Regions from separate parts of the Macaca mulatta genome. Here region 2 is linked to region 1. The links are chromatin contacts, called in public Hi-C maps. All regions are on one chromosome and are shown on one strand. Each heading gives the region's core, a stretch centred on a gene start, on an enhancer-like site or on the middle of the called end of the contact. The rest is flanking DNA. Distances are from core to core; before and after follow the strand shown.

Evidence for each region. A called contact is a pair of places that touch in the nucleus more often than the background predicts.
Region 2: a Hi-C map of fetal cortex germinal zone shows a contact between it and region 1, with 2.9 times the contacts expected there. The contact joins the promoter of RIF1 here to the promoter of RBM43 in region 1. A contact is called at or near these places in 2 of 14 Hi-C or Micro-C datasets (blood and fetal cortex germinal zone).

What each region holds. Positions count from the first base shown.
Region 1 is chr12:56,219,720-56,227,404 of T2T-MMU8v2.0, forward strand. RBM43 (RNA binding motif protein 43) reads right to left here and starts at 3,152. Exons shown (of 4, transcript XM_015110089.3): 1 at 2,982-3,152. The coding sequence starts at 2,984.
Region 2 is chr12:56,363,198-56,370,882 of T2T-MMU8v2.0, forward strand. It overlaps RIF1 (replication timing regulatory factor 1), which reads left to right and starts at 4,844. Exons shown (of 36, transcript XR_013401987.1): 1 at 4,844-4,979; 2 at 5,358-5,471; 3 at 6,210-6,288.

The DNA.
Region 1 (7,685 bases), core at 1,902-4,401:
CTGATGAAATACCATCTCTACCAAAAATAACAAAAAGTATCTGGGCGTGGTGGCACATGCCTATAGTCCCAGCTACTACTTGGGAGGCTGAGACAGGAGAATGGCTTGAATCTGAGAGGTGAAGGTTGTAGTGAGCACCACTGCACTCCAGCCTGCCTAGGCAATAGAGGGAGACTTTGTCCCAAAAAAAAAAAAAAAAAAAAATCATGGAATGCAAAAAGAAAAGAAAGAAAAGAGAAAGAAAGAAAAAGAAGAAAAAGAAAGAAAGAACGAGAAAGAAAAAGAAAGAAAGAAAGAAAAAGAAAAGAAAGAAAGAGAAATAAAGAAAAGAAAAGAGAAAGGAGAAAAGAAGAGAAAGAGGAAGGAAGGGAGGGAGGGAGGGAGGGAGGGAGGGAATCCATTTGACCCATTTGCTGGGAACATTTTCCTAGAAGTGGAAAAGGAAAAATACACATAACATTGGACCAAAAGGAGAAAAAGTAATCACAGCACACTATTGGGACCTGCTATAAACAATATTTACTGTTTACATTATTATTGGTTTTTACCTTTAGACAAACCTGCTAACTCTTAAAAAAGGCCAGGTGCAATAGCTCACGACTGTAACCCCAGCACTTTGGGAAGCTGAGGTGGGCAGATCACTTGAGGTCAGAAGTTTGAGATCAGCCTGGCCAACATGGTGAAACCCCATCTCTACTAAAAATACAAAAATTAGTGGTGGCAGGCGCCTGTAATCCCAGCTACTCCAGAGGCTGAGGAACCAGAATGGCTTGAACACGGGAGGTGAGGGTTGCAGTGGGCCAAGATCGTGCCACTGCACTCCAGCCTGGGTGACAGAGTGAGACTCTGTCTCAAAAAAAAATAAAATAAAATAAAAACAAAAATATTGAAGATTTAAATATGGCTACAAAAAAATAGAAGTGCTCAACCCTGTCAATGTAAGAATAAAGGCAGGGACATCATATCAGAAAGCAAAAGGCATAAAGAAAAACTTTATTTTTCTAGTGAAGATTCACTCACTCATTTGTGTTTATTTCTTTTGGGAGATCTTTCTCTTTTTTCTTTTTTCTTTTTTTTTTTGAGACGGAATCTCGCTCTGTCACCCACCCTGGAGTGTAGTGGTGTGATCTTGGCTCACTGCAACCTCCACCTCCCAGGTTCAAGTGATTCTCCTGCCTCAGCCTCCCCAGTAGCTGGGACTACAGGCACCAGCCACCATGCCCGGCTAATTTTTGTATTTTTAGTAGAGACGGGGGTTTCACCATTTTGGCCAGGCTGGTCTCGAACTCCTGACCTCGTGCTCCACAACCCCCTTGGCCTCTCAAAGTCTTTTTTTTTTTTTTAGACGGAGCCTCGCTCTGTTGTCCAGGCTGGAGTACAATGGCACGACCTTGGCTCAGTGCAACCTCCGCCTCCTGGGTTCAAGTGATCCTCCTACCTCAGCCTCCCGAGTAGCTGAGACTACAGGTGGGTGCCATCACGCCCGGCTAATTTTTGTATTTTTAGTAGAGACTCCTGACCTCACGTGATCCGCCCGCCTTGGCCTCCCAAAGCGCTGGGATTACAGGAGTGAGCCACCGCGCCCGGCAGGGGATCTTTTTCTGCACTCCAACAATATCAAAGAAAAACATGCAATTAATTTAAACTCAGGAAATCTTACTTCAGTTCCATGCCCTCATTAGTACTAATACTGTATTTCTTTATTTGAATGTCTACATGTAATTTATCTTTAAAATCAAAGAAACTTCTCCCTGAACCAGTATTTTTAGGAGAAAAAAACATAAAGGTGTAAATTTTGTTTGGTAAGAACTAGTTTCTATGAATCATTTAATGAATTAGTACTTCAATGACTTGCCAGTATTTGTCCTTCGTTTCGTAGGTTGGAGAAAGTATGGCTAATACAGATAATTTTACTGAGGTCAGTTATGAATAATGAGGGTTATTAATCTCTTCTACCCACGATTAAGATAAAGAATTGTCCTAGAGAAAGACAGTCCTTTCAAGGACTTTGCAACCAGCAGCTTTTAGCCAAGAGATACTAAGGTGATGGCGCTTTTCCTTGCATCAGTATTGTGTTATAACAGACTTGGCCATCTTATCAGAAAGCAAAAAGTATATAGAAAAACTTTACTTTTGTAAGTAAGGCATTGGGAAGAAAAAGAAGATTCATTCACTGCATTTGTTTATATTGATTTTCTCAAAATCAGTTGTTCATTTTGAATGACGACGCCTTTACCGCCACCAGGTCAACAAAAACGCACTTGCCTCTCACAATTGCTTTTGCATTTCCGGGACTCTAGCATTTCAGAGCAGGAATTAAAGGCCTTGCCAAGGCTTTTATGCGATTGATGGAAACAAAACAAAACACAGAGGCTACATTTTGAATTTGCTAACTTTTCTTCCTCACCAGCACTAATAGTAAAAACGTCCTTTGTGTCTCTAGAGGGAAAACTAAGACCACAAAAGACAAGAATTCGCACCAAGGCAGACATAAGACATGAGGATGTCTTCCTGACTTGCGTCCTCGTTCTTACTAGCCCTTTTCTAAAGGCACTGTGGCCTCCATTTCTGGCTAATCAGTCCACTTTTGTTCCCCCCGAGGCGTGGGAGGCCAACAGTTAAGCCCTAATAGCCTGCGAAGCAGCTCCTCGAGGAAACGGCTGCGTCCCCGTCGCCTGTGCAGTGGGTGCGGGAGGTGGCAGCCTAGTCCTGCGCTTCTGGAGCGGGCCTACACCGCACCGCCGTATGTGAATTTCAGGAGCACGCAGTGCCGCCACCCGGGAAGTTGCAGCGAGGCTGACCTGAGTTTGCCCGCCGGGGTGGACGGCTCTCCGGGATCCCCAGGGCCCCTCCGCGCGCCGCCCCTTCCCGCGCAGCCCTGCACCCTGGCCCGTCGCGCCCGGTTCCGCGCCCTTCTAGGGGACCATGGCGACGGTGCAGGCATGGACCTGCTCCGCAAAATCAAAGCAAAAGGAACTTGCCATGGCGGAGGAGAGACGCGCCCTCGGCGGCCGCAGGAAGCCCACAACCAGCGGAACGCGGGAGATGGGGAGAGGAGCGAGCAGGCAGGTTTTGGTTTCGTTTTTTTGTTCCCGCTCCCTTGGAGGCTACGAAGAAAAGGGCGGCCCTTCCACCCGATCCGGCTGTCTGCTACCTCGTGGCCTGTGGGTGGGAGCTCGGACTCCGGAGGGCTGTTGCCAGCGCCTGCCCAGACGCCCTCCGTATTTTTGCAACTTTTGGAAGCACGCTGGAGAGAGGCCGAGAGGATTCCTCGACAGGAAATTTGGGGATTCTGTGGGTGATGAATCAATGATTGCAATTTTGTTTTTACCCGTTTTGCTAAGCAGCAGCAACAACAGCAGAGTTGATTTTAAAAAAGAAAAAACGCAAAAAGGGAAAACACATAGGAGGTGGTGGCCGCTTCCTGTGTTGATACTCGGGGGGCTACGCTTTTCATAACGTCAGTCATCTCGTAGTTGCAGACAGCCCTAGATGTCATGACAGTTTTGAATCGCATGCATTAGCATGTAAGGGAGTTACATATCTTGCATGCATGCTGTCTTCTGTGTTTATATATTCGATGCCATGAAGTTGAAGGGCATGTGGCTAAAACCTTTTTACTACATGAAACTTTACAACACTTTTGAAAACAATTCAGTGTGGTTTATGCTCACTGTAATATTTCTCCAGATAATTGTCCAAAATTTCCCATAGAGAAGGCTTTTGTCCTCATTAGTTGCTGGCCTCAACCTAACCATCTAGGATATTAAACTGCTACCAGAATTTTACATCCAGCTACCTTTACTTTTTAGAACGTATTCTCTATAATGTTATTGATACCAATTTCTACTTCACACAGATGGTTTTTTACAACAGCAAGTAAAGTTTTTCTAGCATCAGTTTTTAAAAGCCCTTCGCTCAGTGAAATCTGAATGTCTTTCCTACGCCCTTATTATCTGTCCAGCCATCTTCGTCTTCCCCCACCCCTCACCTGTGCCTTTTCCTCTGTACAACCTACCCCAGTTCCCCGACCCCCACCTCAACCCCCAACCCCGTGTTGGTCACCTTCCCAGCCCAGACCAGGAGCCCCCTTGGACCTCTACCGGGTGCTAAGGACACAGGATGAAAGCGCCAGGTCCCTGCCAACAGAGAGCTCACCACTTTGTCCATGCCTTAGTATAGGACCCCTGAATGGCACCTATGGGGACACAGAGAATCTCTGGACAAACTTCAAAATCAAATCAATGAATGCATGAAGAACAAAGGTAGATAGCTAGCAGATATGAAGAAACCCAATCCCACTCCTAAGAAATGGAAATTGAAATAATAAGATACCATTTCTCCACAGCTAGATCTGGAAAACTAAAAAGCGTTAGCCTGAATGTAAGAAAGCATCAGAGTTGCTGCAAGCATAGATAGATGCTAATACGTCTAAAGATTTTTATCAAAATGTAAAGTGCAAAAAAATGTAAAACGCACATATTCTTAGTCTCAGCAATTCTACTTTTAGAACTGAACTTGAAGTTATAGTGCACAAATGGTACTAAGATATTGTATAGAAATTTTATTTTATTGCTTGAAATACAGGTAGTAATATTTTTTTATAAACTGGGATCCACCTAGTTTATCATTGAATGGAGCTATTTATTATATGGCTGATGGTATATCAGTAAGGCACAAGGCTATGAAGATTTTAAAACAATGAGGAAGGGAGCAGTGGCTCCCACCTGCATTCCCAGAGCTTTGGGAGGCCAAGGTGGGTGGATCACTTTGAGCTCATGAATTCAAGACCAGCTTGAGCAACATGGTGAAACCCGTCTGTACTAAAAATACAAAAATTAGCCGGGCGTGGTGGCACACACCTGTAATCTCAGCTACTGGGGAGGCTGAGGCTAGAGAATCCCTTGAACCCTGGAGACAGAGTGAGCCAAGATCACACCACGGTACTCCAGCCTGGGCGACAGAGCAAGACTCTGTCTCAAGAAGAAAAAAAAAAGAAAAACAGAATGAGGTAGATCTGTAAGTAATTCCCCAATTTATCTTTTCTTTCCAGATGTATGTATCTAAGTGCCGACTTGAATGTCAAGCAAGCATCTGAAATTTAACAAGTAGAACTCTTCTTCTCCCCTTCTTAATTCCCCCTCAAGAATTGGCAGCACTGTCCACCCATGAGCTCAAGCTCATGACCCAGTCCTTGATTTCTCTTTTCCTCATCCTTCTTTGTATACCCCAACAACAGGCCTTCCAGAGGGACCTAGTATCAGTCCCTCTTTCCAGCTGCATCCCTACCATCCTCATCCAGTCTCCATCCTCTCTAGCTCCTCACTCCATTCTTGCTACCACACCCAGAAGGATCTTTTTAAAATGTAAATCAGATTTGACTTCTGTTTAAGCACGTCATCGTTTTCATTGCTTTCACCTGAGCCACAATGACCTTGATCCTTTTTTTCTGGCCAGATCTCCTACCACTGCCATGACCCTCTGCTGCAATCACAACAAGCTATCAGCCTGGGAGTTTTCCCTGACCTATGTACTGTGTCCCTGCCTCAATAGCTCCGCCCTGATCTTCACTTGACTGGCTCCTGCTGTCACTTGGGTCTTAGCTACAATAATGTTGGAGGCCGAAAGATTGAGGGTCGTGATCAACTCAGTATACCACTGAAGGCTGTATGAGTAAACAGCAAACTGTTCTCATAAATGCATAATGTTGGCAAACTGACAAACTGAGTATGCCACCCAGCAGGAATGCTGAGGGCAGTCACGCCCCCTCAGTCTTTCAGCTTCCAACACAGTAACCTCTCTTCAGAAAGACTAGCTCTCATCACCCAGTGTATCTTCCTTGTTAATCATTATTCCATCACCCCGTTATACCATCTTAATAGCCCTGGCCCCTTTCTGAAAATATCTTTATATGTTTGCTCATATTGAATGTCTTTCTTGCTTTCCCTAACTCGTAACTGAAGTCTCCATTCTCTTCCAGAAAATGATGAGAGGTCTAGGATTAGAGTTGGGAATTCAGGTCAACCTGTCTGTGCCATCGAACATGACCTAGAGTAACCTTTAATCATATATGTGCCAAACTATTCCAACACCCTTGAAGGAAGAGGACTCCAAATGTGGCCAAATTATTTTAGCAGCATATTACTAACTAGAACTGCATCAAAGAAAATCTTTTAACATCTTATAGCCCTAATTATAAGGCCTCTTGCCTCACTGTACTTTTCTGTCTTGAAGCTTTAATAAAATCAAATTGGAGGGCCTGACACGGTGGCTCATGCCTGTAATCCCAGCACTTTGGAAGGCCGAGGTGGACAGATAACGAGGTCAAGAGATCGAGACCATCCTGGCTAACACAGTGAAACCTCATCTCTACTAAAAATACAAAAAAATTAGCCGGGCGAGTTGGCACACCCCTGTGGTCCCAGCTATTCAGGAGGCTGAGGCAGAAGAATCACTTGAACCCGGGAGGTAGAGGTTGCAGTGAGCCGAGATTGCGCCACTGCAACCAGCCTGGGCGACAGAGTGAGACTCCGTCTCTAAAGAAATACATAAATAAAATCAACATTTTCCTGAACATTTTTCATTTGTGATACCAAAAAACTAAATCAAAACCCATTACAGGATGTTTCACCTGTATCTTGGTAATTACTTATTTTCATAAAACCCTGGGATGTGTTATGAAAATTTCCAAAAATAGAATAAAGAAAACATGTTTAGGTAAGTGGGATTCAGTGCTGAAATGGAACGATGAGGTAGTCCTTGGTTACACTGTTAGTGAAAGTACAAACCAATGCCTACCTTTCTAGTAAGCAATGCTGGCCTCACTTAACAAGATCCTGAAAAGAGTTTTTCATCCTTCTGCCTTTCAACCTAGTAATTATCACCTTGAAGTAAGGTCAGAACTGCAGAAAATGACTTATGTACCAAGACATATAAGGACTTATGTACATCAGAATATTTATAAGTGTGAAGAAATTAGAAACAACCTCATTCCCAACAATAAGGAAGTAACAAATAGCATAGGATATATGGGTATATTTACAGCATTCAATGTGATGTGGTTAGGGGGGAAAAAAACGAATGGAAAGGAGAACACAAAAATATTCACCATTATCTCTGGAGATGTACTTTTGGCGATTCTTATTATCTCCATTATACTATGTGTATTTTTCAAGATTGAGCATCTTTTCTTTTTTAATACCAAGCAGGTATCATTAATGCTGTTCTCCATACAGTTTTGGCTTTCTGCCTTCCAACCATATGGTAAGAATGAACATCCAGGCTCCTTTATGGTTGGGTAGGTCCATATGCTTAGTTCTGAGTTGTGAGTGGAAGTGACAAGTATCATTTCTGGGCCAAAAATTTAATTACCAGTTAAAGACCCTGCAAAGCTCTTTTCTTCCTCTGGCATGACATCTAGCAGTAGTAGAGATGGTGGCTGCCATGAGCTCGGGTCCTTAAGTGTTTACCATGAGCAGAGCTCTTTTTGTTGAACCATCAATGGCCATGTAGCTTGAGGAAGGAATAAATGTGTGGTGTTTTAAGTCTCTGAAATTTAAAAAGATTTAACATTTAAAAATTTTAAATTTTAAACATTTTCACATCAGCATCACATAGCCTATTCTGATTGATACAGAAATTGGTATTCTGAAGTAGAGTACTACTATGGCCAAGAGAAAAACACA
Region 2 (7,685 bases), core at 3,594-6,093, 150 kb after region 1:
TGCAACCTCTGCCTCCCGGGTTCAAGCAATTCTCATGCCTCAGCCTCCCAAGTAGCTGGGATTACAGGCACTTGCCACTACACCATATTGGCCAGGATGGTCCCAATCCCCTGACCTCGTGATCTGCCCACCTTGGCCTCCGCCTCCCGGGTTCACGCCATTCTCCTGCCTCAGCCTCCCGAGTAGCTGGGACTACAGGCGCCCGCTACCTCGCCCGGCTAGATTTTTTTTTGTATTTTTTAGTAGAGACGGGGTTTCACTGTGTTAGCCAGGATGGTCTTGATCTCCTGACCTCGTGATCCGCCCGTCTCGGCCTCCCAAAGTGCTGGGATTACAGGCTTGAGCCACCGCGCCCGGCCAAGAAATTTTAAATTAATACAATGTATTCATGTATTCACTTAATAAATGCTTATTAAATGTCTATTATGTGCCAAGATTTGTGCTAGGCATTGAACTTTGATGTAAGTATATTCTTCTAATTTTATTGACGAAGATGTGGTAATTTTGAGCATTTTTCTGGAGGACCTCAAGTCACACAGTGGCACAGCGAGTATTTAAACACTCATTTCTTTGATCCAAAGCTGAGGTCATTGCATTTACTACAATAATTTGGATTACAGATGAATACTTGATTTTACTAAATGAATTACTATATGAGCCCTTTACGTAGTGGGCTCCCATAGGACTTTACACTTTATTTTTCTTACAAGATTCAGTAATAAATCTATCATGAAAGCCACTTTACCATAGTGCCTTGTGCAGGGTAGAGCTCACTACATTTTAATGAATGAAAGTAGTTTAAGTAGACTTGTTTTTACACATGGCTAGATTAAAGTTCTCTGTTTTTATTTACTCTTTAAGCTTTACATGGCTTATTTGTGAATCCAGGAAAGTAATTCATCTTAGAACTGTTGTGAGAAATAAATGAGATAATGCTTGTATGGACTGGGTGTGGTGGCTCTCGCCTGTAATCCCAACAGTTTGGGAGGCCAACGCGGGTGGATCACTTGAAGTCAAGTGTTCCAGATCAGCCTGGTCAACATGATGAAACCCCGTCTCTGATAAAAATACAAACATTAGCTGGGTATGGTGGTGCACACCTGAAATTCCAGCTATTTGGGTGGCTGAGGCATGAGAATCACTTCAACACTGCAACATTTGAGGTTGCAGTGAGCTGAGATTGCATCACTGCACTCCAGCCTGGGCAACAGAGCGAGACTCTTGTCTTGAAAAGAGAGAGAAAAAAAAAGAAAGATAATGCATGTATGGTACCAGACACTCAATAAAAACTTAAAAAAAAAAAAAAAAAAAGCAATGTTCTAGCCCTGAAATAATATGTTTAGGTATATTTAGGCTATAAATTGAGATTTTTAGATACACATTGGTTGGTAGATCTAAGAATTATTGAGAAGGGAGAATCATTAGGACCACTGGGGACAAGTAAGAGAAAGGAGTCATTGATAGATATAGATTATAGGCTTCATGTTTGCTGAGTAATGTGTGCTTAATGTGGCTGGGCATGGAGGTTCACAACTATAATCTCAGCACTTTGAAAGGTTAAGATGGGAGAATTGCTTGATCCCAGGAGTTTGAGACCAGTCTGGGTGACATAGCAAGACCTCATCTCTACAAAAAATAAACATTAGCCAGGCATGGTGGTGCATACCTGTAGTCCCAGCTACTTAGGAGGCTGAGGTGGGAGGATCACTTGAGCCCAGGAGGTAGAGGCTGCAGTAAGCCATGTCTGCACCACTGCATTCCAGCCTGGGTGACAGAGCAAGTCTCTGTCTCAAAACAAAACAAAACAAAACAAAACAAAAAAAACATGAATGAGGAAGTTAGAAAGGAATATTGGATTGCAGATATAAGGCTTTTCATCTAGAAAGGGAAGATGATCTGGGGAGAAGAGATGTAGGATTTAGAGAGGGAAAGATAGAAATTGTGTATTAGTTGGATGAATGGATGAAAGGATGGATGAATTAATATATGAACAAATTATTTCAGATTATATTTATTGAGTGCTAGGTACTATGAATTTATTGCCCAAAGGTAGCAGATCCAGGAGGGTAGCTATAAACATTTCTATAGAAATTTATATGAAATTTATATGGAACTAATCCCCCTCAGGCTACCTGTCAACTCTGCCACTGCCACTGCACTCAAACACCTATAACCAAACAACAATAAATTAATGAGATACTCATTTTATCAGATCAATAGCATGATAGCAGGGAGGCAGGAGCATTTAATTCTCCATGAAGAGAATGTGTGTGTTTGGATAGTAGATGAGGGAAAGATTTCACAAAAAGGTGTGATTTTAGTCGACTCTTTTTTTTTTTTTTTTTTTAAGACAGTCTCACTCTGTTGCCCAGGCTGGAATGCAGTGGCGCAATCTTGGCTTGAATCCGCCTCCCAGGTTCAAGCGATTCTCCTGCCTCAGCCTCCTGAGTAGCTAGGATTACAGGCGTGCACCACCACGCCCGGCTGATTTTTGTATTTTTAGTAGAGAAAGGGTTTCACCATATCAGCCAGGCTGATCTTGAACTGACCTCAGGTGATCCACTTGCTTCAGCCTTGCAAAGTGTTGGGATTATAGGTGTGAACCACCTGACTCTTATTTATTACTCTTGAAGAAGGTAATTAATATTCTAAATACATGCTGTAAATAAAAGTCTTCAAAGACACAGAGAAGCTGGAGATCTTAGCAAACTTCAGAATCTGATGAAGTGGGAGTAATCTGGAGATGAAGAACGAGCAGTGGCCCAATCATGGTAGGCTTGCATGTTATGTCAAAAGTTTTGAAATCCATCCTGTTGCTGATGGGAATGGCCAGAGTATTTTAGGCACAGGAATGACAACGATAAAATCTTACATAACATTTTTGAGCTACTTATAAGGCTGAGGCAGGAGGATCATCTGAACCCAAGAAATTCAGGGCTGCAGTAAATCATGATCACACCACCAACTGCACTCCAGCCCAGGCAACAGAGCAAGGCCTTGTCTTTAAAAATAATAAAATTTAAAACATAACATTTTTGGAAGATCAAAGAACCATACATATGAAAGAAATACAAGCAACATGACCCCCCCCCCAGTCCTTTAATTATAAACGGGAAATTATGGGGGGGAAAAAAAAAAAGCAAAATCCCTGTTCTCACAGAATTTATATTCTAATGGGTAGAGGCAGACAATAAAAAAACCACATACAGCCCGGCACGGTGGCTGAAGTCTGTAATCCCAGCACTTTGGGAGGCCGAGGCGTGCGGATCACGAGGTCAGGAGTTTGAGATCAGCACGGCCAAAATGGTGTAACCCCGTCTCTACTAAAAATACAAAAATTAGCTGGGTGTGGTGGCGGGCGTCTGTAATCCCAGCTGCACCGGAGGCTGAGGCAGAGGTTGCAGTGAGCCTAGATAGCCCACTGCACTCCAGCATGGGCGAAAGAAGGAGGCTCCGTCTCAAAAAAAAAAAAAAGAAAAGAAAAGAAAAGTAAAAAAAAAAGGAAAAGAGGAGCAGCATATTAACAGTAAGGATAAATGACTGTCATTGTGTTTACCGACGTGTCTCTAGGGAAGAAGCCCGGGCCAAATCCCACCCTTCAACCCCCCAGGGGCCTAAGAGAAGAATGCACATCCTCGGGAGCTACCTAAATCTACTGAATTACAATGCATAAAGGCGGGGCCCAGGAAGCTGCAGTTTACTAACGAATATCCCCAGGCCATTGTTATGTACGCTTAAAACTTGAGAACCATTGGCCTCTCCAACCTTTTCTCACTTCACCTATTAAAAGCCCTGTTTTATGGAGGAGGAAATTGAGGCATAGGTTAATTAACTTGCTAAAGTCACGTGGAACCAGAGCTGGAATCTAGACCTTCTTGATATACAGCTCTTTTCTTCTTCTTCTTTTTTTTTTTTTCGAGACGGAGTCGGGCTCTGTTGCCCAGGCTGGAGTGCAGTGGCCGGATCTCAGCTCACTGCAAGCCCCGCCTCCCGGGTTCACGCCATTCTCCTGCCTCAGCCTCCCAAGTAGCTGGGACTACAGGCGCCCGCCACCACGCCCGGCTAATTTTTTTTGTATTCTAGTAGAGACGGGATTTCACCGTGTTAGCCAGGATGGTCTCGATCTCCTGACCTCGTGATCCGCCCGTCTCGGCCTCCCAAAGTGCTGAGATTACAGGCTTGAGCCACCGCGCCCGGCCTCTTCTTTTTTTTTGAGAGACGGAGTCTTAATCTTACTCTGTCGTTCAGGCTGGAGTGCAGTGGCGTGATCTCGGCTCAATGCAACCTCCGCCTCCCGGGTTCAAGCGATTCTTCTGCCTCTGCTTTCCAAGTGGCTGGGACTACAGGCGTGCGCCACCACACCCAGCTAATTTTTGTATTTTTTTTTTTTAAGTAGAGACGCGGTTTCACCATGTGTTGGCCAGCCTGGTCTCGAACTCCTGACCTCAGGTGACCCGCCCACCTCGGCCTCCCAAAGTGCTTGGATTACAGGTGTGAGCTACTGCGCCCGGCCAGCTCTTAGTCTTAAACCTAACAGTACGTTATCTCCTTTTGCTAACTGATTTGTAGCTAAAACTTCAACAAGCACTGGACTTGGAGTTTGAACACTTAGTCTAAAGGTCTACTAAGTTCAGTCTAGTGAGTGTGCGCAATTAAGTCACATTTTGAATTTCAAGTCTCTCGCCTTAGGCAAAACACCACCACCTGATGCTGACCAGCGGGGCGAGACACGGCAGCTGGGCAGGGAAGCGATGCGATCGATAACTCAGGTGCGCCGCTGACTGTTGGATTGGCTCGAACTTCTCCCGCCAGGCCTAACCTACTCCCGCGCACTCCTGGGCCCGCCCCGCCGCCATCTTGGTCTAGGAGGGAGAGCGCCGCACGCGTGAGTAAACAGCCGGAGCAGGGACAGTCGAGCTCTGGCAGCGTCCGGGTGCTGCGGGGCAGAGGCGGAGAGGACCCTGTCCTGATCTTCCTAGGTGGGATAAATATCGGGGTCACAGTGATAGGCCGTGGGGAGCCCTTAGTCTGCCCACCCTCCGCCCCCTCGCGGCGAGATGCCTCGTTCCCCGGGCTTCTCCCGCCCTCTGCCGATCTCCTCCCTCTGTTGAAAGCTGCCCGGGAAAGTGGTGGCGGGAGCGGGCCCAGGCCCGAATGTGGCGTGGCCTCAGGTTCCTGGTGCCGGGCGCCGGAGGAGGTTCGCGCTGGGGTTTGGTGCTTCGGAGGCCTGGGGTGCAGACGCGGCGTGGCTGTGAGGCCGGGGCGGGCGTGCGGGTGTGAGGGCCGGACTCACACGGCCGCCGCGGGGCTGTTTCCATCGGTCACTGGATTTTCTCCTCTTCCGGTTCGGGCCTCAGGGTGGCCGACATGACGGCCAGGGGTCAGAGCCCCCTCGCGCCGCTGTTGGAGACTTTGGAAGACCCTTCTGCCTCCCATGGAGGGCAGACTGACGCTTACCTGAGTCTGACCAGGTGAGGTCCGCCACGGGGCGTTGCTGGGTGGGGGGAGCGCTCTAGACTGGGGAGAAAGAAGGTGGTTGGGAGGGGCGCGTAGAATGAATATGAGTTCTAGAAGTCTGGCAAATGTGAGGACACCCGAGTCGCGGACGCGTTGTGGGGCGGGGGAGATGTATCCTAGGTGACGTTCCCGGGTACTGCTGCTGGTGCGCTTGAGGTGTGTGTTTGGAACGAGGGAGCTTGCACGTGTTTTGCAAGCGAGGGATTTTTAAAAGTTTCGCTTGGAAGTAGTTGTTGGAGGAGGGGTTTTCAGTGTAAACCTCCGATGTGTTGGGAAAATGTGGCTACCCGGAGTTTTTTTTTTTTTTTAACAGCCATAAACTGATTTTTATTAATTGCAAAATGCTTCAAAGTAATTTTCATAGAAATGTACTAAACTTTTGTAAAACCTTTTGTAAAGGCTTAGTAAATCGTTAGTAACTAGGGATAGGGATCCCCGTTCTGTCTTTTTGGAGTCAGGCTATCACAACTTGCGTGTAACGGATGTAAAATGTTATTCTGAAGAGTTTTCTACTTTCACTTCTGATATATATTGCATTATATATTCTATATGCCTTTAAGGACTTTACCTACTGGGTTAATTCATTTACAAGAGTTAGAAAGTAATTTTTAAAAAGGTGGTGCATGTATTTTAGGGAGTTTTTTTTTTCTCCCCGTCAACTACCTGAACTTGTGTTCTTCCTGCTTTTTAAGTCGTATGACTGGAGAAGAAGGAAAAGAAGTAATTATAGAAATCGAGAAAAAGCTTCCTCGGCTGTACAAAGTTTTAAAGGTATGTATCTGTTTGTTAAATAGTTTTTCACTTTTGGTAGTTTGTTTTTTTTGTTGTTGTTGTTTTGCGGTGGAGTTTCGCTCTTGTTGCCAGAGAGTGCAGTGGCTCGGCCTTGGCTCACTGAAACCTCCGCCTTTCAGGTTCAAGCGATTCTCCTGCCTCAGCCTCCTGAATAGCTGGGATTACAGGCATCCGTCACCACCCCGGCTAATTGTGTATTTTTAGTAGAGAAGAGGTTTCTCCATATTGGTCAGGCTGGTCTCGAACTCCCGACCTCAGGCGATCCTCCTTCCTCGGCCTCCCAAAGTGTTGGGATTACAGGCGTGAGCCACCTTGCTGAGACACTTTTGGTGGTTTATTAAAAGTTTTGCCGGTTGACTCAAAAGCTTTGAATCTAAAATACAACAGCAGTAATACTGATTATAATACTCTTTATTGTTACTTAAAGCTTCTCAGGTACTTTCTTAATTACCTTACATGCTTTATCACTTAACTCTCCATAGTTCCATGAGATTATTTCTTAATGATCACTTTGCAGGTGAAGAAATTAATTTAATTTGCCTAAGTTGCCTAAGGGCACTTGAATCTGAGTTTGTGCTCTTGAAAGCAGTGATCAGAGATTAACCTGTTTTCTTTCCTTTGGGAATCTACATCTAAGTAAGTGATTTTAAAATTACGGTTGTCTTTGGTCTACTCTGTAGGTAGCATTAATTTCTTTTTCCTCATTCACCCTCAGTTTTTGCTACAACTGTTACCTTTTTTGCTTTAGGGAAATGATGTTTGACGTCATACATATGGAGCTGTGTTCGTGTCTTCACTTGCCTACTCAGTGGCTTCCTGACCATCCTTAACATATTTTAAATTTTCTTGTTTTTAGAATGAAAAAGTTGAACTTTATCTCCAATGTTTCTTTGAGTTCTTATTTTTATGACCTTGTTCCTTTTTTAAAAAATATTTTGTGGTTTTATTATGACCTTGTTCTTGTGCTTTTATTTTTGTTTTTAATTATTGAGGTGGGGATCTTGATAGGTTGCCTAAGCCAGTCTCGAACTCCTGGGTCCAAACGATCCTCCCACCTCAGCCTCCTTAGTAACTGAGATTACAAGAAGGTGCCACCATGCCCGACTTTTATGCTTTTTGTTTGTTTCAGGCAGATCTTGCTCTGTCACCCATGCCGGAGTGCAGTTTCACAATCTCAGCTCACTGCAACCTCTGTCTCCCATGTTCAAGTGATTTTCCTGCCTCAGCCTCCTGAGTAGCTGGGATTACAGGCATGCCCTCACCACGTCCGGCTAATATTTTTAGTAGAGATGGGGTTTCATCATGTTGACCAGGTTGGTCTTGAACTCCTGACTTCAGGTGATCCGCCCGTCTTGGCCTCCCAAAGTGCTGGGATT